3 separate regions of the Mus musculus genome follow, and regions 2 and 3 are each linked to region 1. A link is a contact called in public Hi-C and HiChIP or PLAC-seq data. All regions are on one chromosome and are shown on one strand. Each heading gives the region's core, a stretch centred on a gene start, on an enhancer-like site or on the middle of the called end of the contact. The rest is flanking DNA. Distances are from core to core; before and after follow the strand shown.

Region 1 (2,700 bases), core at 161-2,660:
TGTGTGTGTGTGTGTGTGTGTGTGTCTGTGTGTCTGTGTGTGTCTGTCTGTCTGTCTGTCTCAAGCGTGACCAGTGTGTTCAGTTTCAGCACACTATGCCCTATAGCTTTAGCATTCTTAATCCTCCAGATCCCAACTCTGAAATGCTCCAAAGCTGGAAACTGCTTCATGTGTTATAATACCACAGTTGGAGAATTCCACACCAAGAGCCTTTGTTTCATAGGCAAAATGATTTAAAATATTGAGTGTATAAAATTAGCGTCAGGCTATGTGAATGAAGCCTATGTAGAATGTAACTAAGATTTCCATCCCATCTCCAAGGACTCCCATTACCCATGCTCAAGTATCCCAAAATCTGAAACCTAGAAGTCAGGAGTAGTGGTGATGCCTACAATACCAGCACTAGGTCTGTGGACACAAGAGCATCGGAAGGTCAAGGCCCCCTCAGAACATTGTGAATGCAAGGCCACACCAGCCTACACGAGACTCTGCAAAACCAAAACTGAAATTCAAGCATTCCTGGAAAAGTTTTTTCAGTCTGAAATTTTTAAAAATAAATAAATAAAAGACTTTTCAGTCTATGTCTCGCTTTCCAGTTCTTGAATTTCAAATGGTCTATCAGGTTGTCTCTCTGTCAGAAGGTTTTGCTTAAAAGCTTAAATCTGTCGCTAAATCATTTTGTTTTGATTTTTCCAGTTCTGGAATGGAAGTGGGGCTCTCGCAAACAAAGGGGAAGTGTTTCTGCCACTGAGCTACATGTCTTGCACAGTACAGGAGAAATCTTAAACGGCATTGTTTTTCTTTGGCTCTGAACTCACGTGTTACAAAAACTCTAATTTGGCTTAAGGAGTGCCATTCTCTGGCTTTGATCCCTACACATGAATCATTTTGCATCTGGAAGTTTCCATTGGGGAGTTCCTGATGTAAGGGAAATCTTAATCTTACATGTGGACTGAAAGTTCCAGAAATCCAAACCTTTCTCAGAATAGCATTTTCGTCATAATAGCTGTTTCAAAACACCATAATAAATATGGTAAGATAGTGGTCAGCTCAGCTGACTTAAGAGACCGCCTAGGATGCAGACCAGCCATCCTCACTGAAACCCAGTCCATCCCTGAGCCTTTACATGATCCAGCCACTAGGGGGCACACATGAGCCTGAGCCAGGGCGAAGCTGCTTCTACCTCAAAACCCTAAGCCGCAGCAAAAAGCGCCATAGGACCTTCTCACTGGCATTTTAAAGATAGAATGTTTCTGTTGTATCTGTGAGGGGGTAGACTGACAAAGAAATGTCAGAGAGGCTCCAAAGAGGCCAGCAGTGCTGGGCTGAGATGTGTCTATAGCCCTCCCAGGGTTCATTGTCGGGTGCCTGGGATCACTGGAAGACAAGCCTGTGTTTGCAGACTGTTCCTCCAGGTGTTTCCTGCTCTGGCCGGATGAGGGCGTTGAGAAGCATCTTAGCGGGTGCTTATTGTCCCTGTAGTGAGAACTTGTGGAGTAGAGACAATTTCAGTCCTTGGGAGATTTTTAAGTTACAGGCTTGATGTTCCTTGACTCACACTTAACCTTAGATCTCCAGTGGAGGAAGGACTACCTGCTGTCGAATTTCCTCCCCTTTCTCAGGAAGAGGAGCCCTGTGGGTCTCGGGCAGCCCAGCTGCTGTAGGAACTAGTCTGACAGGGAGGTGGGCTGAGAAGGGAGAAAGCCAAGGTCTTGCTGAACACACACAAATTCTAGACACTGGGCAACCCCATTCATTTTTAGGCACAGTCTCACAGTTGAATGATGCTTAATCTCTTCTGCCCCCCCCCCACCCCCCCAGCCTGTGGGCCACTGTAGCGCACAGCATTTGGTTAGGAAGTCACCAATGCCATTATAACGACAGCAAATAAAACTATTTGTTTTCCACTATGGCTCATACCACATTTGGTTCCGCACAGTCTTTCTAGAACATAGTCGATCCAATCACTTCTTTTAATTTTTTTTTAAAGTTTACATGTATGTATATATGTGTCTGTGTGAGTGCTTGTGGACATGTGTGCGCAGGAGCCAACAGAGGCCAAGAAAGGGTGTGGGATTCTTTGAAGCTGGAGTTCCAAGTGTTTGTGAGCCTTCTAACTTGGGTGCTTGGATCTGAACTTGAATCCTCACTCTTAACTGCTGAGCTCTCTGCAGCTCCCACCGCCACGACTTGCCTTTCAGGATCAACCTCCTTCCCTTAACCCCACCCCCACCCCGTCACTTCCTGTTCCTGTTCTGAAAGCTGGATGTAGTTCACCCCTTCTGAGATTCTCATTCCCACTTGCGCCTTCACTCTTCATTGGCTGCCAGGACTCCTAAACACATCTGTGCCTCGGTGATTTTTCTCCTCCCGTAAGATCTTACTCTAGGCATCAAGATTGTGAAATTCTGTCCTGTCCTTGTTTGGGTAGCTAAAGCATGTCCTGCCTCGTTTCATGTCAACTTGACACAAGCTGACATTTTGGAAGAAGGACCCTCAATTAAGAAATGCCCTGATCAGGCTGGCCTGTGGGTTCTCTCCCATATGCATTTCTTGCTTGATGAATAATGTAGGAGGGGCCAGATCAATGTGGAATCATGGCTGGTGGTCCTGGGTGCTATAAGAAGGCAGGCTGAGTGAGCCATGCATGAGAAAGAAGCAAGCCAGTAAACAGTGGTCTTCCATGGCTTCTGCTTGAGT
Region 2 (2,700 bases), core at 190-2,689, 130 kb after region 1:
GGGTGCTCTGGAAGAGCAGCTCATACTCATAGCTGCAAAGCCATCTTTCCAACCTTATTTTTCTATTTTTAAGTGTGAGTATGAGTGTGTGTGTGCACACTCACACACATGCACATGAATACATTGCTCACCGAGGCCAGAAGAAGGCATTGGCTCCTGTGGAGCCGTAGTTTCATGATGAACACCCCAGTGTAGGCACTAGGAAATAAACTTGGAAGATAAAACTTGAGTCCTCTGGAAGATCCATAGCTATTCTTATCCCCGAGTCATCTTTCCAACCCTACTTGTAAATTTTTCTGTCTTTTATATTATCTTAACTAGGGATACTCAATGAAATAGCTGTGATGTTAAAAGGTCATGAGCCATAAGAGAGAGTCTAGAAAGTGTCCCACATTGGAAGAGGTTCATGATATGAGACCTGAATGGCACTGGGGACCTTGAATTGGACCATTTTGTCTGGGGTCTGTAATCTGGGAACTAGAATCCAATCAAGGGTGAGGCTGGCTTTGGCTTTGTTTTTGTTTTGTTGTTTTGGTGTTTTTTTTTTAAAGGACATATTCACTGAATAAAAACAGTGGAGCATTATGTCTACAACGGACTCAGAATAATATATGCATGCCATATATTCTAATTTTATAATTAATCTATTGAGACAGGGTCTCATATATCTCCGGCTAACCTCTAACTCATTATGTAACCAGAGATGACCTTGAGTTTATGATCCTCCTGTCTCCACTTCCTGAGTGCTGGGATTAGAGGTCTATATGATCATCCTATCCCAGTATATGAGAAACCAGGGCCTGAGCCCAGGGCTTCAGGATGGGCAAAGACGCTGCCAATCGAACTACTTCCTGGTAAAATTCTAATTTTTAGAAATTGTAAATAGGTAAAGAAAAGTATCACTATTTTTCTGTCTTAGTTGCATTGCAGTTTTCATTGCAGTGAAGAGACACCATGACCATAGCAACTCTTATAAAGGAAAACATGTAACTGGGGTTCAGAGGTTTCATCCATTATCATCATGACAAGAAGCATGGCAGTCAGTATTCGGGCAAACACAGTGCTGGAGAGGAATCTGAGAGATCTACATCTGGATCCACAGGCAGTATAGGAAGTGAATGACACACTGGGTGTGGCTTGAGCATCTGGGACCTCAGAGCCTGTCCCCTAGTGACACACTTTCTGCAACAAGGCCACATCTCCTAATAGTGCCACTAGCTACTTCTCCTGAGCACCAGCAAAGCTATGGGATCATGGTGGGAAGACACTGAGGGGGTCATATGCTGCTCCAGTGACATTCTACTGAGGCCCAGGTCATTTCAATCTGCTACTAATGTGATATACTAACGTGATACTGCAAACAGAGCTCAGCCTGATGAGATTAGATGTCCTCCATGCACATTCCACGATGTGACGCATCAGGCTGGTACCTCCAAATGCCTGTGGCCTGACTCAGATGTTCACATGATTTGTTCCTTCCCGGGCTATGAAAAGTGCTTGCCCACTATCAAAGACAGATTTAAAACAAAACAAAACACCGTAAAAATGCTAGGTGTGGAGTCAGAGGCCTGAGGTCCGGCACTCAAGGACCTGGGGCAGGAGGATGCTACATCTGAAGTTATTCTTGGCCGCAAAGCAAAACTCTTCGTCAAAACAAAATAAAGCAACAGTAACAAAAACAGTGCAAAACTAATGAAAAGAAAACTCAGCCTGGAGGTTCACTTCTTTGTAGAGAACTTTTTAAAGATGGCTCTCGTTCATGAGTTATTGCTTGTCATGCGCTTCCCCTTCCCGAAATTGTATCTGTCTGTTTGTTTAATTTTTTTTTTTTTTTACTTATTCATTTAGTGTATGTATGTGTCTTTAATGGCTACATATTAGCCACTGGAATTTATCAGGTGGTTTATATTAGGGGTGATTTCGTAGCTTCTTGTTTATTTTATTCTTTTAAGTTTTTATTTATTAAATTACTGTTGTGGGTGTACATGTGCCCCCTACCCTACACGGATGGAGGCCAGAGGTCAACATTTGGGGATCAGTTCTCTCCACTTTTATGTGGATCTGGGGGTTCAAATGCTGATCTCAGGCTTTCAAGGGAAGCACTCTACCCTCTGTGCTATCTCAATTACGTGTGCCCTCATTTATTTAATTTTGGGGGAGCTGGTGGTTGAACCTAGGGCATCATACATGCTGGGTGCTTGGCCAGTGTGCTACTCCCAAGCTGTGTCTGCGGCTCACTGATGTACTGGCTTCTAGTATTTGACTTTATACATATCATTGCATGGGGGCTGGAGAGATGGCTCAGTGGTTAAGAGCACTGACTGTTCTTCCAGAGGCCCTGAGTTCAAATCCAATCTGATGTCTTCTTCTGATGTGTCTGAAGACAGCTACAATGTACTCACATATATAAAATAAATAAACCTTTAAAAAAGTTATTTTTAAAAAAAATAACATTGCACTGAACATAGTTATCACTGTTGTTATCTAGAAACAGAAAAAGTTTATTAAGAAAGAAAAAAAATCAAGGTCCTTCAGGGATAGCAGTAGTCTCGTGAACTTAGAAAGTGGTGCTCAAAAAGCCTATACTTAGGGGGCTGGAGAGATGGCTAAGCGAATAAGAGCACTGACTGCTCTTCCAGAGGTACTGACTTCAATTCCCAGTAACCAACCACATGGTGGTTCACAACCATCTGTAATGGG
Region 3 (2,700 bases), core at 158-2,657, 150 kb after region 1:
GGAAGCTAAGATCCGTGACAGGAGTATCTGTCCTTCAGTTTGCTATTGATTTCCTCCAGTGGCCCTGTCTTTTCTGTACCAGGGCCTCACCTCCTGGGAACAGGTTTTCTCTGTCTCTGTAAAGGTGCCTTTGTTGGAGCCAATGGTTACTTCTCTTTACTGTAAACACAGTGTCCAGTGTCCTTTCCTTATTGTGGAGAGTCAACGGCTTTACAAGAAGCCTTAAAGGTCACTTTCTGCCATTATAAAACAAGCCAGAGCCGTGCGTGACTTAATATGAACACACAAGAGAAGCCTTCCTTACCTGGGACTTTAAAATCATTTAAATTCAACGGATAGCCCACTTATTTGTTAAATCATAATCAGGCTGATAAGTGTAAGGTGATCGTGAGAGGTGTGTAAAAATAAATACAGTCGACTCCCGTTTCATTCGTCCTTGAAGGTTCCAACATGGTTCCAAGCTGTAACCTTTGAATCGGAGAAGCTGGGCGGGTTCACGTTGCACTCCGTGTCTCTTAGGTCTGTGTCTGTCCAATACAAACGCGCAGGTGCGAGGTACAAGCTGCTCCTGCTTCACCTGAGCACTGTGACCTGGCTGCCGGCCGTGTCCTCACATCTGATGTGAGATCGGAGAAAGAGAAGGAAAGCCGGGTGAAACTTTCCCAGCAGCTGATTCTCAAGGTTAGGTGTCACAGCGGGGGCGGCAGGTCATGATCGCTACCTGGATGCTGTTCTCCCTCTTCTCGGTAGGTCGCGGGATCACCTTCGTGGTGGAGTTGTCTTTTGAGAGCGCATATCTGGCACACCTCAAGGGAGGAGGCTCATTTCTACTTTTAATTACATTGGTTTATTTATTTATTTTGTATGTATGTGCTGGAGCGCCCTCAAATGCTAGGACACGAATGTGGAGGTTAGAGGACAGCTTATAGGGAGCTGATTGTTTATTTCTACCATGTGGGCTCCAGGGATCCAACTCAGGTCATCAGGCTTGGCGGCAAGCTCCTCTACCCACTGAGTCATCTTCTGACCCACATTTCTCTTTTATCCTATTATTCTCTCTCTCTCTCTCTCTCTCTCTCTCACCAGTTCATGTGAGACCTTATCTCATGTAGTAACCCATGCTGACCTTGAAGTCTCTCTGTAGCAGGGGAAGATCTTGGACTTCTGATCCTGTGTGTCCACCTCCATATGTGTCCTCCTTGAACTTGATCCTCCCTTCCAAGGCCTGGGATTCCCAGCTGTGTGGAGCTACACCCAACAGCCTTCTCTTCTTTAAGGACCTTGCATTGATGAACTCAAAGCACTGAGTCACCTAGAAAGGAAAAGCCCCCCTCCCTGACACTTCCAGATCTAACCGTGCTGTGTTCCTGTGGACACTGTTTCTTTAAGAAAGCCAGAGTGAGGAGCCGAGAGCCTGCCAATGTCTCCTTTCTCCCTGCTTATTACCCAGGCCCTCCCCTACCTTTCCTTACACAGCGCTTTGTTTCCGGGGAGGCAGTTCTCTGGGGATTTTAAGCAGATGATTGAGTGTATGATGGTTTTAAACCAACTCGTAACAATCTCAGGCAAACTGCGAGGAAGCCAGGCTCACAGTGTGCTGTGAAGTCTGCTCCAGTTGTGTAGCATGATCCTGAACGTGCTGGCTGTGGAGGAGGCACGAGCAAAGGCCAGGGGCACCTCCTTTTTCTATTGCTTGAAACAAATTCTTTGCATCTCATCGGAGGCCCTCTTCTGGCCAAGTACTCTGACTTGTGGAGGTGGGGGGGGGGGGGTTGTTTATGCATCTGGGTGTCTCTCGGCCTGGGTCAGAGAGTCCGGAGGATTCTAACCTGCCTGGGGAGAGAAAGTCTTGTAAAGTGAAGGGGGTACCATCTGCTTACGTGGGCTTCTTCCAGCTCATGTGGATTAAAAACAGACAAACACAGAATCAGGACTACATTTTCAGAACTCTCTGGAAATTACTTAAGTCTATTTAGGAAGCTGTGTGCGCTGGCTTCCTGCTTCTCTAATCCCAGGTGGTTCTCTTGAGGTTATGGAAGGGGGGTGTGTGTGCACGGGGGAGGGTGTGCTTGTATATATATGAAATGGGTTTGTTTAAAGCAAAAAAAAAAAAAAAAAAAAAAAACAAAAACAAAAACCCCTTGTTTAGGATTTATTCATTTTCACTTGCATGCAGAAAAACTAAGATATAACAGTCCCACATCCTCCCATATGTGTGTCTTATTTATCCTGTGTATGTGTGTCTTGTAGGGTGCACGTGTGGGGAGGGTACACACCTGTGTCTGCACGTGCATAGAAGGATGCTGGGTATCTTCTATGGCTTCTGGCCTCATGATTTTGGGAAACGTTCTCTAAGTGAACCAAAAGCTTGCTGACTTGGCTAGGCTTTCTGGCCAGATGCTCCTGAGAGGCACCTGTCTGTCTCGTCTCCTATGCTGGTGTTCCATACAGGCCTTTTACATGGGCACTGCGGCTTTGAACTCAGGCTCTCATGCTTGCATGGTGAGGGTTCTTACCTGCTGAATAGCTCCCGAGCCCTGTCTTTTGGTTGGTTGTTGTTGTTTTTTTTTTCTTCAAAGATTTATTTATTATTGTATGTAAGTACAATGTGGACTTTTAATATAAGGAGGTTTGTGTGGTTGTAAAAGCTCTGACATGCTCTTGGAAGCAAGGATTGTGGGCTTGGCACTCATACTGGTT

The links. HiChIP or PLAC-seq counts read pairs in DNA pulled down with a chosen protein or histone mark. A called contact is a pair of places that touch in the nucleus more often than the background predicts.
Region 2: a CTCF HiChIP or PLAC-seq map of the NIH/3T3 cell line shows a contact between it and region 1, with 16 read pairs. The contact joins two enhancer-like sites. A contact is called at or near these places in 6 of 15 datasets of contacts at CTCF or cohesin (CD8 T cells, the NIH/3T3 cell line, large pre-B cells and 2 more), 36 of 484 Hi-C or Micro-C datasets (the AML12 cell line, B cells, the C2C12 cell line and 22 more), 22 of 115 datasets of contacts at active chromatin or transcription factors (the NIH/3T3 cell line, bone marrow-derived macrophages, embryonic hindbrain and 10 more) and 1 of 9 other capture datasets (embryonic stem cells).
Region 3: a Hi-C map of uterus shows a contact between it and region 1, with 3 times the contacts expected there. The contact joins two enhancer-like sites. A contact is called at or near these places in 7 of 15 datasets of contacts at CTCF or cohesin (CD8 T cells, the NIH/3T3 cell line, embryonic stem cells and 3 more), 7 of 484 Hi-C or Micro-C datasets (double positive thymocytes, embryonic stem cells, muscle stem cells and 2 more), 18 of 115 datasets of contacts at active chromatin or transcription factors (the NIH/3T3 cell line, differentiating embryonic stem cells, embryonic forebrain and 12 more) and 4 of 9 other capture datasets (adipose tissue, embryonic stem cells, liver and 1 more).

What each region holds. Positions count from the first base shown.
Region 1 is chr4:57,672,316-57,675,015 of GRCm38.p6, forward strand. The region is part of intron 4 of Pakap (paralemmin A kinase anchor protein); the gene reads left to right. Among named protein-coding and RNA genes, the nearest start is that of Gm52699, 52 kb to the left of the region's middle. Within about 2 kb of position 1,411, at least 107 of the 459 cell types and tissues checked have an H3K27ac peak or open chromatin away from gene starts, as enhancers often do. A contact at or near this core is called in the NIH/3T3 cell line, adipose tissue, double positive thymocytes and 7 more, where this site is marked.
Region 2 is chr4:57,803,687-57,806,386 of GRCm38.p6, forward strand. All of the region lies in intron 7 of Pakap (paralemmin A kinase anchor protein), which reads left to right. Among named protein-coding and RNA genes, the nearest start is that of Gm35099, 49 kb to the left of the region's middle. Within about 2 kb of position 1,440, at least 44 of the 459 cell types and tissues checked have an H3K27ac peak or open chromatin away from gene starts, as enhancers often do. A contact at or near this core is called in the NIH/3T3 cell line, embryonic fibroblasts, muscle stem cells and 2 more, where this site is marked.
Region 3 is chr4:57,820,509-57,823,208 of GRCm38.p6, forward strand. All of the region lies in intron 7 of Pakap (paralemmin A kinase anchor protein), which reads left to right. Among named protein-coding and RNA genes, the nearest start is that of Gm26138, 56 kb to the right of the region's middle. Within about 2 kb of position 1,408, at least 83 of the 459 cell types and tissues checked have an H3K27ac peak or open chromatin away from gene starts, as enhancers often do. A contact at or near this core is called in adipose tissue, double positive thymocytes, heart atrium and 4 more, where this site is marked.